Regions from separate parts of the Drosophila melanogaster genome. Here region 1 is linked to region 2. The links are chromatin contacts, called in public Hi-C maps. All regions are on one chromosome and are shown on one strand. The core of a region is the stretch at or near the end of the contact, and the rest is flanking DNA. Distances in the headings are between cores, read along the strand shown. Region 1 holds the start of CG14635. Region 2 holds the start of sdk (sidekick).

The links. Hi-C and Micro-C count contacts between places; a contact is called where the count stands out from the background.
Region 1: a Hi-C map of the Kc167 cell line shows a contact between it and region 2, with 1.4 times the contacts expected there. The contact joins the promoter of CG14635 here to the promoter of sdk in region 2. A contact is called at or near these places in 7 of 107 Hi-C or Micro-C datasets (the Kc167 cell line, the S2 cell line, embryo and 1 more).

What each region holds. Positions count from the first base shown.
Region 1 is chrX:840,653-846,174 of dm6, forward strand. It overlaps CG14635, which reads left to right and starts at 4,171. Exons shown (of 1, transcript NM_130508.2): 1 at 4,171-4,645. The coding sequence starts at 4,185. The coding sequence ends at 4,544. It overlaps CG43867, which reads right to left. Exons shown (of 13, transcript NM_001272180.1): 4 at 2,460-2,522. CG3713 reads right to left here. Exons shown (of 1, transcript NM_144244.3): 1 at 5,519-5,522.
Region 2 is chrX:683,583-689,675 of dm6, forward strand. sdk (sidekick) reads left to right here and starts at 3,252. Exons shown (of 15, transcript NM_134315.4): 1 at 3,252-3,544; 2 at 3,991-4,276. The coding sequence starts at 4,117.

The DNA.
Region 1 (5,522 bases), core at 2,921-5,420, 160 kb after region 2:
AAACTCTTTGCGCTGGTGTTGTACAATGCGATATTATAATGTCCTATAACCGAGAACGTTCATTAATTTGTTCTGTCATCACACACTAACCGAAATCTCGGAATTGCAATGCTTGTTTCCACCATCATGATATTAATATTTGCCAGCAAACATTCGTTTAACTTTGTACTGCCAATCACTTTTCCCTCTTATGTGTGGCTATGTGGGGCATTGGGCGCGCGTTTTGTGCCAATAATTCTCTTGCCCTGCGGTGACTTCACCTCCTTTTTCACCACGGGATCATCGTTAACTACTCGCAGTGCAAGTTGGATTACTTTTTGCTTAAATGGCAGTATTTATTTGGGCCAACAATCGAAAAACAAACCCGACAGATCCGCGCAGCTACAAGTCTTCTTTTGCACAACTTTTACGCTCTGCGCTTTGTTACGCTGTTTCTTTTTGTTCTCTGTGTTCCATTCAGGTTTTGGGTTTATTCGGCCGTGTTGTTTTTTAAGGGGTGGCTTTCTCTTTTCGACTCTCTCTCTCAGCTTCGCCTTCGCTCTCAGCGGCCTAGTCAAGCTTTGCAACCCCTCAGAACCACAGTTTGAGCACCATTTCTTGGAAATACAGTTTGAAAGTGGTTTAGCCCGCTAGTTGTTCTTGTTGTTTGTTTTGCTTGGCCTTCCTTGCCGACTTTCCGGCGTTTTCCACACTTTCCAACACTGCCAATTGCCATGTGCTCGCCTCATGTCACATCACTTTTTAATGGCGGTCCACTTGCATCCACAGATTCCCAGCTTTCTCAGAAAATCCTAATTGACCGAGTGCAGACATTTTACAATTTTCCTAAGCTTACATTTTCTAAGCCACATATGCAGACAAAAAACTTGATTACCTATCTTCATAGTCTATGATTAATCCTTAAATACCTGGGGATTTCATATTTATATCCACCTATAATCCGCCCTCGGAAACGGACGTAATGCTTTCCACCAACTTCCACTTCCTCCCGTAATAGTCACGACTAATTGATGCATAAGTAACGAGGCTGTTAACGGTTTGGCCTCCAAAAAACCGAAGGGTTGCCGGCAATTTAAAGGGGAGTAAGGATCAGAGGAAAACTGGGAAATCGGGGTGGCTATGGCCATTCTGGCCCATCCTGTTAGCTAGTTAACATCCACGTGCTTGTACATGAATTTAATCTCGGGGCAAACAAAGTAACAAGAATTCAATTTGTCACAGTGGTTAGCCCCGCCTTCTTGAGTATCCGGGGTTACCGGAGTTTGTTCGACGGGACTGGGTTCCCTTGCTCTCTCCGGGAATGGCACACAGAGCTAAGTGAAGCCGGGGATTCGAAGGTGGCCAAGGATCCGGGAAACATCGCCGGGCAACGGTGGCTCTATCTCTCTGAGCTACCCATGATCTGGATTTGGTAGGGGGAGCATGTAATGCACAGAGAGAAATGGGAGAGAATATTTCCTGTTCGATTTAAGGGTTCTTCTGTGTGCATAAAGTATTCAACGCTTTTTCCACCAATACTGGTTGCCTTTCTTTCGGGCAGTGCAGAGGCGAAACTAAATGTCGCGAGGGAGATGGTGTAAATATTTGCATTTCGCTTGTTTTTTGGCGTGTTGCGTTAGGCAAAGCCAAAAGGCTCCGGGGACTTGTTAATGTAAACAATGCGCATTTGATATTGAAAGCATAAGTACGAGGAGCTGGGGCAGAATCGAGCAATCGGAAGGGGGCAAATACAGCCTGTGTATTTCGTCCTTTTGGGGTAGTTTTGTGCCACGGAGGAAAGGGGCTATAAAGCTTCACTTCGCTTGCAGCAGCACGAACTCCAACGCAGGCCTGCATTAAAGCGTGTATCCGGGGAGCACTGGGTGACAAGGGAATTCGATGTAGGCTTGTGTACCGAGCACACGCTGTGGAGCCGGATCCCTTTACCCCTCCCTTAATAGAAGTAGAGGCACTCAACAAAATACAAGGTGGTAATAAGGACAAAGCCTCTGTGAACACTTGGAACAACCTCATCTGTATAGATATATTTAAAAGAAATCACTGGTAGTCGTATCTTAAGATCTTTCTTTTCAATGAATCTTATAAAGATAGATTTCCGATTTTAGAATTTTGGAGTGGATGCACATACAGTGCTATGTAAGTTTAAAATTTGAATTAATTTCGCGAAGTGTGTGTCTGCCGCTTGAGTTGGTTACAAATTTTAGGTTGGCGGGCCAGTTTTGTTGTTAGTCACAGCTGTGAGTGGCCCCTGCTCGACGAACACCCCCCCTTAGCTACAGTTTCTCCATCCCTGTATAGAACATCATTGTCATGAAAATCTGGGGACCCTCCACCTTTAAGCTGTCCTCTAATGTGGGGGCTCTGTGCAGGATAGACTGGATCCCCTAACCATCGTTTTAATTTTGCCACCCAAGCGATAAGGATTAGAAGCGGGGGATGGGAGTCATTTAATGGCTTACCTTATCTTCGGCTTCCTCGGCGCGTTCTTCCGCTTCAATGACTCGCTGTTCGAGCTCCGTTAGCTGCAAGTAGAAAGAAAGAGACTTGGTTAAAACACGCATATATCCTTAATAACAGGATCTAAACATGACTAAGCATTAACAATTGTGGGATAATATTGATGTCTTATTCTGCAGCTTTAGTTTGTTATATATAATTACATTTTTATATTTGTAATTTATACATCGTTTCGTCAGATTTTCAGGAGTTCTTACCAGGTGGGTGCCCCTGCCCCTGCCTTTATATATATCTAAATTTTTCTTCCGACAACTATTAAAATCTAACTAATATTGTAAAAGGTTTGAAAAAATATACTTAATTAAATATAAATACTTTTGTAGATCTGTATGTAAAATATTACGTGGCGCCATCTATATCTGAAGGCGTGTTAATTCTGAAAATTGCCCAAGTAAAAGGTATCTGATAGTCAGGGCATTTGACCACAACGTTTCTTCATGGTTTTATTTCATAAGCCACAGAATACTTAATTAACTTTATTAGTTGGGAATTGGTTATACTTCCAAAAAATTATTCTTAAGCCTCTTAGTTTTCAATGGATCTGTAAAAAAATTTACAGTGTAATTTCAAATTCGATTCTACAACCCGATGTAAACATTTATCTGATACACCCTCTAACAAATTATTCAACTTAGTGCAGACACAAACCCTGATAAGAAGAAGTTCCCAGTATTTTCCGGTGTGGTGAATTCCGTTTGAGCTCTTAAAAAATGGTTATTTTGCGGTCCTTATGCTTTTGGGGTTTTTCAGCATGGGAGGTTTTTCATTGGGAATCATCTACCCAGCCACCCAAAGGATGGTCTATCCATCAATGAATCAATCATGGGAAATGACACACAATTTGCAGCTAATAGTAATAATGCTCTCTAGCTAATACAATTCATGTCGCTGGGATCTGCTTCTTTGCACCTGGTATTACGATAATTTTGGAAAACGGGGCTAATTTCGCCCTTGGTCGCTTGCTTCGCGCGTTCTGAACTCAATGGATTGCCATTTAAGAAAGGTGAAAAGCCGGCCGCGGAAATAGCCCTCGAGGAATTCCCGTCCAATTAATCACCAAAGTGGCCTACGGAACCCAAGAGTCCAAAGGGAGGAAGGGCGTAGAGGAAGATGGTTAAACGTCGCTAAGGGGTCCACTTGAAGCGCGCAAGAGATCGACTGCCGTCTATTTTGAATGTCTTAAGTGCATTAATTTCCGCTTTTTATGCCATTCAAGTGGCCACTCAGTTAAGGGGGCGGACGGGGGTGTGGAGCCCATTGATTGATGGACGTCAAATTGCTGTGCGAAATATGAAGAAGCCTCCTCTACCGATGATGAATGGCGGAGCGGAAGTGGCAGGAAACGTCAGCTTGACTTGATGGTAAGCTTTCATACATCTCTTCAGTCTGAGTTAACCTTTGCTAAGCTGTTTGAGGAGTATACTCGTACTCCTCTACTCAAAGGAGAATCTAACTGCATATCCAATCAAATGTGAAGTACAAGTACCGTCTAAAATTTCCAACATTGTTAGGAAGTGTTTTTATTTGTTCGCTTGGTCGCTTGGTAATGACTAAGTCTACTTAGTGTACTAATTGGCTGAGCCATTCCCTTTGCCAAAAACAGCTGCATAGCTGCACGATTATAAATAGGGTGGAACCACCGACAAACTCGCCCAGAAGCAACAAATATGTGCTCTAGTTTAAGCGACTTGTTTGCCTGTATCAGGGCCCAGGGAAATTCCGACACGGATTCCACCAGCACCACCCATCGGCGGAATATCGCTGACCTGGACGATGAGGCGCCCGATCTGCAGCTCCAACAGGAGCAGACCCGCAAGTGGAACGATCTTTCTATGCCACAGCGACACGATTCGTTTCCAGTTCCTCCTCCTTCAGCTGGATCTCCATCAACGGGCTACCTTCGTCCCTCATTGCGGTCAGCACGGGTCTCCTACGAAGCCTTGGAGCGCTACGATCGAATTTTTGGCAGATCTTTCCAAGACGCCGGGTCATCTGGTTCAGTTCGAAATATTCCCGACCAGTTCTAGGCGGAAATTGTTTGGGATTTCGGCATTGACATTAAACATGTGATCCCGCATATTCCGCTAAAAGTCGAACACAATAAATACATTTTACACATTTTCCTGACTTGACTATATGGACAATTTACTTGCATGCGATGGCTGGCTGGTGTTCGGCGCTGCGACGAAACTTGGCCAAACCATTGGATTAAACATAAAGCTGAAAAGGCAGAAAGTTCGGTTCGACTTGCGTGCGTGAAAGATTGCGAAGGTTTTACCGGATTTGGCCGTCCTCATCCGTACACCTGTTTAATCAGGGGCGTTCTGGCCTGCCAATTGGCGACTTAATTGGAAGGAAATGAAGCGGCGGCCTAAAGCAGAAAACATTTGGCATTAATTGCTGGTGGTGTGCCAAGGGGGGTTGGGGAGGGGGTCCACTTTCCTTCAGACACTTCAGACTTAAACACACAAGTTTTACAAATGTGGCACGCAGTCGCAACAAGAACGGAAACGGAAAATGTTATTTCGCAGCCACGAATGCAATTCCAGCAAACAAATGGCTCACAATGGGTGAAGTAAACCCCCGAAGCCACTACTGCCAAAGGAGGTGACTTTGCCCATTAGTCGGTTTAGGTGTCGTTTGCCGCTCTGCTGAAAGTTTCCAGCGAATGTCGCACTAAAAGTTGTCTTTCTCGCGATTGCGATACAGATGTGAATATATAGGAGGTCTTAAAGGGTGGGTGGACAATGCTGCAAGGAGCATGGAAGCAGATCTTGATGGGCTGCAGTAGCTGTGTCTTATCCGACTCGGAATTGCTTTGGAAGAAACGAGTTCACACTGACTGTATGCTACGACCGGAAGAAGAGCCCAATTGATAGGTCAACAATGAAACAGTGCAACTGCAAACTTGCTTTAGAAACGTATTACTCTGTGGTCTGCGCGTCGTATACGTAATGCGACCTACCGCCCCACAAAACGAAATAAAACATTTTAACAGTTTACAA
Region 2 (6,093 bases), core at 2,002-4,501:
TGTCAACACCAAAGCCCCGTGGGGCTGTGGCTCAAATAATGTGGGAGGGCCGGGCCGCACCGAGATTCGGATGGGATCAAAACGGTGGTCCTGGTGACCGGTTGTGATTTGTTTTTTTGTTTTTTCGGATGCATTTGATTTCGATTGCACAAGACCACACTGAAACAAATGGTTGGATCGTATGTGTACTATTAGTATATATTATATCATTGTATGTATTCGTTGTATGCATTCCAGCTTACAGCTTAGCCGCCCCAGAAATCTCTGATAATTGTTAGTTACCTACTATTTCTTGCGGTGCAGTCATTTCCTATTTCCCATTTTTCAATTCACCCACACACCGACCAACCTGATTCTGTTTTCGTTTTGTTGTTGCCCCGTGTGTCCGTGTGTAGCATAATTTTTTAAGCACATTTCAAATCAATTTGAGTGTTAAGCCATGTCCGACTGACCAATCGACTGGCCATGTGGAAATTGAATGGATCACAGGTCACATGGAAATGGGGAGTGAAATGCCCCGTTAATCATTTAACTCAATTAGGCATAATTAAGTTTTATTTATTCGCCGCTGGGTTGAAAAATTTGTAATGAAGAGTCAAATTGCAATGACACGAAATGGAGGAGTAAGCAATGGAACGAAGATGGGTATCCGGAGCAGAGCATTGCCTTTTTACATAAAATTATTAGCTGAAATGTCCAATTGTCAACGTAGAGCGTTTATTTAAATCAATTTCGTAGCGTATTCTATTTCTACAAATTGCCACTTGTCCCTTCTTCATCAAATTTTGATACTCGTTACTGGTTGAAAAAAAGGGTATTTTAGATTCGTTCAAAAGTGTGTAACAAGCAGAAGAGAGCGTTTCCGACCATATGAAGTTGATATATTCTTGATCAGGATCAAGATCCGAGTCGACCTGGAAATGTCCGCCTATCCATCCGTATGAACGTCGAGATCTCAGGAACTATAAAAGCTAGAAGGTTGAGATTAATCCTACAGATTGTAGGAACATAGACGCAGCGCAATCTAACGTCCACAAGCCGCACAAATCTGCCACGTCCACACTTTTGATAAATGTGTTGATATTTTTTCAAAATTTTATAAGGCCTTTTAAATTTCTATCGATATGCTAGAAAAATATTTATATATTTATTTAATATTGCTGTTTTACTAAAATTTAGCGTATTACGACCATACGACCATGTTTCTGCAAATTTCTCCGCCTTTCGAGAGTTTCAGGGCTGCTGAAATTTCAGCCCTCAAAGGTAGGCTACACCTTTTGCCATTTGATGGGTGAGGGAAACTTTGCTTGGATTTCCGATTTGCGTGTGTCCTGCACTCAATGAGTGTGTGTATGTGTGCGTGTGTGTAAGGCGGCCAAACAAAGGAGTGAAAGTGGCGAAAGCGCTGCTCAAACACCAATACATTTCTGCACCCACACAGTCGCCGAGACTCTGGTCGTTGGTTGAATTTGCCAACTTGTTGCGCAAACGACAAAATTTCCAACTCAAAACAATACGACACATGCGTGGGCAAGGGGGGGCGTGGCTGAAGTTGAGTGCATTTTCCGAGTTAGTTTTGCACATTTCCTCCACATTTGTTCCTCGCCGGCCGAAAGTTGAGGATCGGTTTTACGAGCTCGAGTGCAGTTTACTTACCCTTTAAATAGCATACCGATATAATGCGGACTCCATTTAAAGTTAAAAGTGATTCTTTTGGAAATTCATAGCCCCGCTATGCCATGCCATGCCTCATCCACTGGCCGCGTAATTGTTGTGTTCTTAATTAACTGAAATCGCATTCATAATTTCCCTGCCATCTTGTGTGTGTGTGGCCGCTGGCGATGGGTGCGTGACAGGGTGATAGCAGGAAGGTTCGGAAAACACCCAATTCTCGTCAGTTTGATGTCGATAAAAGCAACATAATTATGAAAACTCATTTTAAAACCCATTTAAGCATATGCCCAATTCGAGGGCTAAAGTTTAAAGCCAACGCATTAGAGGGACTCGATTTAAAATATTGCCAGCTTTTGCCATTAAACAGTAGTATTACCACATGGAGGGAGAACTGTCATCTCTGGAAAGCCAGTTCCTACTGCTCGTTTTGTGAGTGGAGTCGCCGCAGCGCATAAAAAGTTTTAATTGGCAGGCGACGAAGTTGACCTGTGACCTCTGGCGGGACACACACGCCGCACACTCGCTAAAAACACTCACACACAGAACGGCGCGACAACAATTTTTAAGTGCATTTTGAAATGCACATTTTATTTCGCATCCTTCTCTGCGTGATGGCTGCTTCTTCTTCGTCTTCGCCTGTGGAAAATGGGAAAACACGCACACAACTTACAATTGCATTACATTTTGCATACATTTTGTGTGTGCTTAATTTTAATGCGGAGAAAACGCCAAGTTTGTTAGTCAAAATGTGTTGTTAACACACTTAAAAAATGCATGCGCCAAAATAAAAGGCGCTGGAGGAGCAAAATTTGGGGTGGCGTAATCAGAATTTATTTACATATTTGTATATATGTACGTAGTAAGTACATGCATTTTCCATTAAACACTCCTGCAATTTTGGATTGCCAGGGGCCCCAAGTCAGCTGGCGTTGCGCTCAAAGCTCTGGTAACTAATTACATATGTATATGTATATTATTTCTGCTTTTTATTAATCAAAGTATGACGATCCGATACTTTCCGCTCATGCCAGTAGAATTTTTTTTTGGGTTTGAGTATTATTTCATCGTAATACAAAACACAATTAGTGCGCTTTCTTTTTCAACTTAGCCAATCAAACGGCAATTGGATGGCACTCAGAATAGCCCGCTCAAAGTTGAGTGAAGTTGGCCATTTCGAGTGATTGTGCGCTGGTTGTGAGAGGAAACTGCACAGTGAGGCGAGGCTGTCATGTTTGCGGTTTGAGTCCATGGCATTGTGAGTTGGAGCCGAAAATATGTTCGAGGCTCTTAGTTTGGCTGCCAACAAAAAATGTATTTTTTTTATGCTACCTACCATTATTAATATTACTCCAACTCATTTATGTTCTTTGCTTGTGCTTAGTTACTTTATTATCATTTTGTGCCATTTGCACGTGAAGTCTTAATTTTCAGCTACAACCCATTGGCACGCTCCGCGGTTGCGCCACCCACTTCTGTTGACCAGACAACGCGGTCCACTGTGCCAGTCGTCGGCAGAGGCCGAAGCAGCGGAGACGAGAAAGAAGAAGCAGCGCAGCGCAGCAGCGACTGTGACGGGGCAGCGCAGTTCGTTTTGTGCGCGCGTAGTGAACGGTTGTCTTTCGGTTGCTCGTCGGGGAGTTGCAAATTCAGCGACAGCAGCAACTACAAATGGCGACTTGTGCCTGTCGGACCCTCGAGTTCATTGTTAATTGTTAATCGTTGTGGTGCTAAGCGTTGGCCGAACGGTTTATGGGTATATGGTAACCCTGGTGGCAGAAAGAAGAACATACTTGTGTCCAGAAGGAAGGAGGAAAAGCAGTAAGCGCGCACCTTTCGCGTTTCTTTCGCACCGCACCGATCGCGTTTTTTTGTTGGTTTTTGTTCTGTTTTATTACTGATGTTTTGTGTGAAGCAATGCCGCCAAAGAGCAAGGCAATGTGAAATAAGCATTTGTTTATTTCAAAAATTTGATCAATTGTTTCTTAGCCACGAATATGCCAGTCTGTGTCTGTGTGCAAGAATTGCATGTGAAAACAAGTTTGAAAACCGGTCTTAAAGCCTCAAATGAAACAAGGGTTCAAAACAGTGAGAGCGAAAGAGAGAGGTGGTTTTTTTTTTGGTTTTTGCTTTTGCATTCTTATTTTCTCTCCCTCGATTCGTTTTTGATCGCTCCCTCTCTCTCGCTCGCTGACTCGCTCTTTAACCTGTGGCAGGTGTGCCTGTGTGAGTGTTGTGTGTGCGCGAATGGCTGGCACAAAGAAAACTGAAAAAGTGACGTTTAAAATTTCATTCGCTCTTGTATATTTTATATTTTAGCCAAAAAAGATGTGAGCGATGTGTAATTAAAACTAGACTTTTCACTAAAAACTAGAAGAGCGAAGGAAGGCCGCTAAGAAAACAAAGCGAAATCCCAGAAATACGAATACCGAAAGGCAACAACAAATGCTCAAATCTGCGGCGTCGTCGCTGCGTCGACGTCGTCCAAAAACAACAATAACAGCAACATTAGCCATCGAGATGCCGTCGCAGCCGAAGTTGGCGTCTCTGCTTGCAGTGCTGGTTTTGCTCTGCTACTGCGACAGCTGCTTTTTTTGTTACGCGGGTAAGTTTTCGTCTTCTCTATGCTTCTTGTTCTTTTGCGTTCCCTTTAGTTTTGGTTCTTCTTTTTTTTTTACGAAAACAAGTACAAGACAAACAGCCGTGGGAATTTCGAAACAAGAAAAGCCGCACAGAAGGCAACACGAAAAACCCTCGCGCTCGAAATCGAATTTGAATTCGAACGATCGATCGGCTGCACTTACGCCACTTTTTGATTTGCTGCTCCCTTTTGTCCACTAATCAAGAGTAGGGTGGGCAAACTCGCATTCTTACACTGAATTCACAATAAACAACGGTAACTCACTGTTTTCTGTAAATAAATTGGAGTATGATTATTAGAAATTGATTTGTAATAGCTCCATATGCGGAATGTTGCTTCTAAAAACAAGTGAAACAACATGTAGTCAGCGTGTGAATATTCTGAGCTTAGCTTTTTTTTCATATTTTTTTTTTTATATTTTACCATAAGTTCCCTGTAAAAATGCACTTACCGAAGCTTTGGTTTCAGAATTCTGGTTCAGTTTTCCATAAATGCCCAAAAAGCATTGAATTACCTTCCAAAGAAGTTGAAAAAATTCTTTTGGTTACTTAATTTTTTGCTTTTTTTCTTGCCCTGTAAAATATTTCTTTCTTGCGCTTATCTTTTTCCCATTCACATGCATTTTTTTAAAGATGTTCCAGATTAACGATAATTGAGTTGAGCTGCAACGGCACGTAAGAAGAGAGCGATATACAATAATTCTAATTTGAGTTCAGCTCCCGGTATATGGTAACCATGTCGACCATCATTCTTTAACGCATTCTCACAGAGAGCATAAGCCCGTGTTTGTCATCGATCAGATATTAATTAAAACAATTGTTTTAAAGCCTTGTTCATTTGTTAATTTAGGCGGCGATTTGTTTACACAGGAAATCCTTGCCCCCCAGGCTGGGGATCCAAACAATATATTGCGCATTGTATTACGTATCGCCAAACTAAATATTAAATACAAAATCAACAAATTTTCGATTCGCAGCTCGCGAGGGGCTTACGCCCATAACCTCACATTTGCACTGGGGTTTTCAGCATGGGGCGTCTAAATAGTTTATGGCGCAGAGTTCCAGGCATTTTGGGGAGGATGGAGTCACCGCAAAAAGACCCTTAGGCTCTGTTTGTGTTGCTGTTTGTATTTGACGGCCTTCGGTTTTGCGGGGGCGTTCCATATTTCCATGGATTGTGCAAACTCAGCAGATAGGGAACTGCAAGCGCACATAAGTAAAGTACAACTTTTTATGAAGTGCAGTAATCAAGAGTGTGGAGTATATTTGAATCGGATATCAAAGATCATACGTGTTCGTTTTCGGCTAATTAACTGCCAGCCCAAGAATTGCGTTGCTCCACAGGCCAAATACACTTTGCCACTTTGATAACGTACCGCTAAAGAGGAGTCCCAAGTTTATCGAGTAATGAAACGGAAACCACACTGATCAAGTGCATAAATACTTTTGCGATAATTGGGTTTCCACTCACTGCAATCCGATGACCTTGGAAGTTGGTCGGAAAGTGTGGGGTGCAAGCGTGGGGTATACATTGCAACCGAGAGTGGAAAGTGCTGCATTAGCTAAATATTCTGTGAGCTTTATCGTCTGCCGTCTGCTTTGTTTTTATGTGTGTCTGCGGTTCTTTTATATATTTGTTTTTCTGTTCGACCATTCGATTCGGCCCGCCCATTGCAGGTGCTCCACCCACTTTCTCCGCCCACTTTCCAGTTAATGTCAAACCTTTTGTCTGACTAGGAAACGAAAAAATATAGGGAACGTAACGAAGAAATCTGAAAAATG